Regions from separate parts of the Mus musculus genome. Here region 1 is linked to region 2. A link is a contact called in public ChIA-PET data. All regions are on one chromosome and are shown on one strand. Each heading gives the region's core, a stretch centred on a gene start, on an enhancer-like site or on the middle of the called end of the contact. The rest is flanking DNA. Distances are from core to core; before and after follow the strand shown. Region 1 holds the start of Cd2 (CD2 antigen). Region 2 overlaps Cd101 (CD101 antigen).

What was found. ChIA-PET counts read pairs in DNA pulled down with a chosen protein or histone mark.
Region 1: an RNA polymerase II ChIA-PET map of effector CD8 T cells shows a contact between it and region 2, with 190 read pairs. The contact joins the promoter of Cd2 here to the enhancer-like site in region 2. A contact is called at or near these places in 22 of 39 promoter capture datasets (3T3-L1-derived adipocytes, the C10 cell line, the HPC-7 cell line and 15 more), 2 of 15 datasets of contacts at CTCF or cohesin (CD8 T cells and the NIH/3T3 cell line), 20 of 484 Hi-C or Micro-C datasets (CD4 T cells, CD8 T cells, the HL-1 cell line and 11 more), 20 of 115 datasets of contacts at active chromatin or transcription factors (CD8 T cells, the SCID.adh cell line, T-cell acute lymphoblastic leukemia and 11 more) and 4 of 9 other capture datasets (adipose tissue, liver, macrophages and 1 more).

What each region holds. Positions count from the first base shown.
Region 1 is chr3:101,286,399-101,289,429 of GRCm38.p6, reverse strand. It overlaps Cd2 (CD2 antigen), which reads left to right and starts at 1,491. Exons shown (of 5, transcript NM_013486.2): 1 at 1,491-1,605; 2 at 1,715-2,023. The coding sequence starts at 1,551.
Region 2 is chr3:101,011,286-101,014,167 of GRCm38.p6, reverse strand. Cd101 (CD101 antigen) reads left to right here. Exons shown (of 9, transcript NM_001167906.2): 5 at 803-1,180; 6 at 1,978-2,382. Among named protein-coding and RNA genes, the nearest start is that of Cd101, 17 kb to the left of the region's middle. Within about 2 kb of position 1,352, at least 108 of the 459 cell types and tissues checked have an H3K27ac peak or open chromatin away from gene starts, as enhancers often do. A contact at or near this core is called in CD8 T cells, the SCID.adh cell line, T-cell acute lymphoblastic leukemia and 14 more, where this site is marked.

The DNA.
Region 1 (3,031 bases), core at 242-2,741, 280 kb before region 2:
CTTTGTTAAATCAATAATTTTCCCCCATTTTTAAAATGGTTTTGTTAGTGATTGATTAAAAACTATGTATACCTTTGACTGTGGATGTAGCTCAGTGGTTGAGTGCCTGCCTAGCATGTTCAAGTTTCCATCCTCAACACCCCAAAGGGAAGACAAGAAATGATGCTGACATCTTAGATAGTAACAGTTTGCACACATTGCAAATATCTTGGCTTGACTTCTCACACATTTAATAGCTCTTTGTACATGCATAGATTCTAGATTTTTATGTGGCCTCTAACGTCCATCTTTACTATTTCTGAATTGTGCAATACATATAGGAAGATTTTCCATACTCAAGAATAGGAATTCTTTTATGTTTCCTGTTAAGTCTTATTTCACTTGGATTTTTCCCCCCTTGGAATTAATATTTTAACTCAACTGAAATGCACTGTTGTGGCTGTTGTTAAGCATCTGAAATGGAAAAACCGTGATTTTGAAGACCTTTTCTCACTGAATTCTAAAGAATCAAAAGACTATATGTTCACTGTATCTCTTGCTCACGTGACCTCTCTGTTGTCTTTTTAGGGACATTAGTCCTTGTATCCCTGTTCACTATTTTTTTATAGTCTTAGGACAAGAGAGATATCTTGGTACTTAAGAGCTCAGGCTGCTCTTCCGGAAGACCCAGGTTTTATTCCCAGCACCCACGAGGCAGCTCACAACCATCTGTAACTTAAATTCCAGGAGATCGATGGACTCCTCTGGCCTCTTCAGGCATGGCGTTCATGGGTGTTGCAGTCACTTTTCAATGGCTGTGACAAACCATCATGACCAAGGCAACTTAGAGAAGGAAGAATCTACTGTGCTCTTACAGGTCCATGGCCAGCATGGCCGGGAGTATGGCAGCAGGCATGAAGCATAGCGCTGGAGCAGTAGCTGGGGGGGTTTTACATTCCTATCCACAGCAGGAGACAGACAGATAGACAGAGTGGGGAAGGGGAGAGGGAAGAGAGAGAGAGAGAGAGAGAGAGAGCTAACAGGACCACAAGGGCTTTAAAGATTTCTAAGCCTACCCTCAGTGACGCACCTCCAACAAGGCCACGCCTCCCAATCCTTCCCAAATATACATATCTGAATTCTATTCCTATGACCTTTTGCCGGTGAGTCTACTTGGTCCTGTTGAAGGCAGCACAGCTGAGTGGCCAGCTATGTTTAAGCCCTTGTTTACAAAAGGGTAGCTATGGCAACTGACCTCCCAGTTCCTCTTCTTCCTCTGGTGGGGTGCTAAAACCCAACACCCTAAGCTGTTTTTGTAAAGATTAAAATGTGACACAGACACCTATTTCGGTTAAGGAGGGCAGCAAATGCATGAGTCGTTTTGATAGGGTCTCTGTCTCTCTCTCTCTCCTTCCCCATCTCTACCTCTCCCTCTCCCCCTCCCCCTCCCCTACTGTGAACAGCAGGCATGAAAGACACGTGGTTCAGGTTGCTGGGTGTGGCTTCTGCCAGCCTCACCACAGTCCTGACAGAAAGAACTCAGAGTCACCCCTGGGAAAAGAACTCTAAAGATGAAATGTAAATTCCTGGGTAGCTTCTTTCTGCTCTTCAGCCTTTCCGGCAAAGGTAAGCATTCGCGTGGAGCTCTTCCGGAGACCTTGGAGTGGACATTAGAGGCGAAGAGGGAGATCCTCCGTAGTCCCGAGACCTCAGAAACCATCTTACTTTTTTACAGGGGCGGACTGCAGAGACAATGAGACCATCTGGGGTGTCTTGGGTCATGGCATCACCCTGAACATCCCCAACTTTCAAATGACTGATGATATTGATGAGGTGCGATGGGTAAGGAGGGGCACCCTGGTCGCAGAGTTTAAAAGGAAGAAGCCACCTTTTTTGATATCAGAAACGTATGAGGTCTTAGCAAACGGATCCCTGAAGATAAAGAAGCCGATGATGAGAAACGACAGTGGCACCTATAATGTAATGGTGTATGGCACAAATGGGATGACTAGGCTGGAGAAGGACCTGGACGTGAGGATTCTGGGTAAGTCTCCATTCCCTAAAGGTTTTCATTTTAGGACGGCTGCTATGTAGAAAGTTGGGGAGCAGCCTTTCTGTAGCATCCCCATCCAATGTTACCTGTGTGGCCCACAATGAAGACTCCAGTGGGTGAGGGTGGCTCTAAAGCCTGTCTGCCTTTCATTCTCTCTTTGGGTGGCTGTGGGGTTGTACAAAGACTCCCAGGTGACAGACAGGCATTAATCAGAAAGAAGACAGGTTAGCAGAGAAAAGACATGGACATCCTTGGTGGCCGATGAAGCTGTAGCTAGACAGGATGTCAGAGGGTGCCTAGGAGCAGTGAGCCTCTTGTCTGGAGAGCTATGTTTAAGCCAGGGTATGATGAGAGGGCATGATACTGAAGAGCAACAGGAGAAGACCAACCAGGAGTCCTCTCCTGTCATCCAAGCGAAGCCAAGCAGGTGGTCTTAGTCTTGGTGAGAACCAGCAAGTGAGCTGTAAGAAGTGACTCATGCCCAGGCTCCTGGCAGCATGGAGTATGTGTGCCAGTGGGATCTATAGCGTTCCAAGAGCTTCTAGTGAGAAGAGTTGTCATTGATAGTCATTGGCCTGGAGTAAAGGGTGCCAGGGAGATGAGGAAGGGTGCAAACATGCCGGGTGTGGGGGTGAGGAGGAAGTGAAGAAGCTTGGGTGGGTGAGAAAGAAGAAAACGAAGCCTGGGATGCTGTCGAAGCTGAAAGTCCAGGGACAAACTGGCAGCTCACACCAATGGGTGAGAGGAGAAAGCCTGCCCTTGGCTTGCGGAGAAAGCTGAGAATGCCTTGTGCAGAATAGATCAGCCATTCAGGGAGCACACAAACATTCTGAGCTTCACACAGGAAATGTCACTATAGAAAGGGCTCCCCTCATCCCCCCGTGGGTGTCCTTCCTGTCCAATACTCAGCACCTGGGCCTAACACCAACCTCTCTCCAGGGCCCCCTGTTAGCTCCTCTGTGCACAACTCTTCCCAGACCCAAATCCTGTAACTTTATC
Region 2 (2,882 bases), core at 103-2,602:
AACATGAGAAGACGGTCACTTGCCAATGATAGAAGATTGATATGCACCTGTATATATAATACATATGTATATAAATATTAAATTTTCCCAGATTAGTGGTTTTTATGGTGGTATTGCAAACAGAAATCTAATTAATAATTTTCTTTCCCTCTTCAAAACACACACTAAGCTAATTAGGACTGGCAGGCACATGCAAGCAGACAGAGAACATACTTAAAAAGAGTGACAGCCTTTATTCTAAAAACAAACACCCTAAAATGTAAATTATCATAGCTTCATTACTTTCAGGTTCATTTACTCTCCCTAATGAATAAAAAAAAAAAAAAAACCTATCAGGTATTTGCCCAACTAGACCTTCTTCAGTATGGGTCGGCTGAACAAAACCACAAGAAAAGGAAGTATATATTATGAATCATGTACGTGTTTGTGGGCTCTCCTGGTCTCCTGTCTGCTGTCTTGTTTCCACTATGTAATAATTACCTTAGAGAAGTTTTATTTTATTTATGCACACAGAGACACCCACATATACCCTTGCACACTATCTACCTATCCCGCTATCCATTTATCTTTCCATCCATCCATCCATCCATCCATCCATCCATCCATCCAACCATCCATCTATCCATCTATCCATCTATCCATCCATGATGGTTTGGAAGATCTTTGTTCTGGGCATGGTATGGAAGAATCAACCAACTCTGATCAAACAAGTAAAGTACTTTATAGTTAAAATTCATCATCATATTTTAGAAATTTTTTTATTTACTTAAAACATTTTTCTTCCATAACCTGTCATCTGCAGCAAGAAGTGTGACCGTGTCTGCCGAGCAGCGTACTGTGTGGGAAGGAGAGACGCTTACCCTTCTCTGCAAGGCAGCTGGGGATGTGAGTGCTCTATCTGTGAGTTGGTGGCTCACCCCACAGGACCAGTCCACACCCGTGTTTGTGGCTGGCATGGGGCAAGATGGTACTGTGCAGCTGGGAGTCTCTTCTCCGGGCCCTGCGCACCGTGGTAACAGGAGGCTGGAGAAAGTGGACTGGGCCACCTTTCGGCTGGAGATTGCCTCTGCCATGGTCACAGACAGCGGTACCTATGAATGCAGGGTGTCAGAGAGACTCCAGAACCAGGCCAAAGGTTTGCAGTCAACCCAGAAGATTTCAGTCACTGTAAAATCTCTGAGTAAGTCACTGGGAAAAGTCCTTTTCTGAGTGTATGACAGTCACCTTATTCTGTACTGAAGTTTGGATGGTATCATTCAGAACTCCTGCCAGAGGTGCACGTACCCCGAGTGCCCTGGGTACGTGTGCTGTGAGTGCCAGCGGTATGTGCACCCCAAGTGCCAGCCAGCGGCATGTGTACCGTGAGACATGCAGAGCAGAATATGCAAATCAGGCCTGACAGCAACCTCTCGAGTTTATTCATCTTTATAAAGATCATTCTAGAGTGCAGCTTGTACATTGTTCAAAGTTGAAAACAAACCCCTGTGATTCCTGGTTGACTAGCAGATGAGTGGAGCCAAGCTTGCCCCGTCCCAGCAGCAGCCCAGGTATCATGGAGTTTTCTCTAGCATGGGCAAGAGAGTGACATTGAGCCCGGGGGACAGGGGGTGGGCCAGAGGGAGGAAGGAGGCCAGACCGTGCTGTGAGTGTTCTACTTGCTGAGTGGGGAGAGGAAAGAGGCCAGACCCTGGCTGCGCGTGGTGTCCCTGCTCTGTGCAGCTGTCTAAGTGGCGCACTGGAGAAACACTGCCTGTTTGTTGTGGCTGCTGAGAACAGTCGTAGGCGAGGGGGGAGACTTGGAGAGCCGAGGTTGAAATTCAGGACAGACTGTACTGTGGACCAACCTCTACCCCCAAATTCATGTCACTCCAGGAACACAAGTGTGTGGCCCTGTGTAAAGGGGGCATTGAGAAAACTTGGAAGTCCCCGAGCTTGGACCTGGTAAACAGGAAGTGTGTCTCACATTCTCCCCCACAGAGTCAAGTTTACGAGTTAATCTGATGAGCCGTCAGCCACAAGTGATGCTAGCCCATACCTTCCACCTGTCCTGTGTAGTGAGGGCCAACTACTCGGATCTCAAGCTGCCGTTCTCGGTAACGTGGCAGTTCCAGCCAGCGGGCTCTGGAGCCTTTCATCGGCTTATTCGAATTGCCCACAATGGCACCGTTGAATGGGGGGACGTCCTCTCCCAGATCCACAGGAAGACGAAGGTGTCACAGTCTTTCTTTCGTTCTCAACTCCAAATCTACGATGCAGCTATGGAGGAGACAGGGGTGTATCGGTGTACAGTGGAGGTTTATGACAGAGATTCCATATGCACAAGTGGCCCAGCCAGAGTATCTGCCACCTCTAACCTATTAATGATTACTGTCACCTTTCCAGGTAAGTGATACTTGACATTGAGCCTTTTTTAAAAAAGAAAAGAATATCCTTTTTTTTTTGGCCAGGTTTAGTGCATACCTATAATCCCAGTATTCAGGAGGCCAAAATAGGAGAATTGAGAATTTGAGGTCAGCCTAGGCTGAAATAGTGAGCCCCTGTCTCAAATAACAACGGAGCTCCTCCCACTTTGTGTAAACTATAGAAACAGACATAATGTATCCATTCACCACGTTTGTCCTGGTAAAGTGAGCATGATTTAATGGCATCAACATGAAGTTAGTATACGTGGAATGGCCACATTGGTTGCTAAAACAATGAAATACTTCCTTAGCAGCTAATAACCACTGCTCTTTGACCTTTCCACACCTGCCACGAGTTCTCATTGCCAGCAGCCTCATGATACTGTGTGGCACAGCTGAGCCTCAAGAACCTCCTACAGGGCAGATGATATTTTAAGTCAGTCACTGCTGGTACTCCAGCGTGGTTTTCGTATTTGGAAG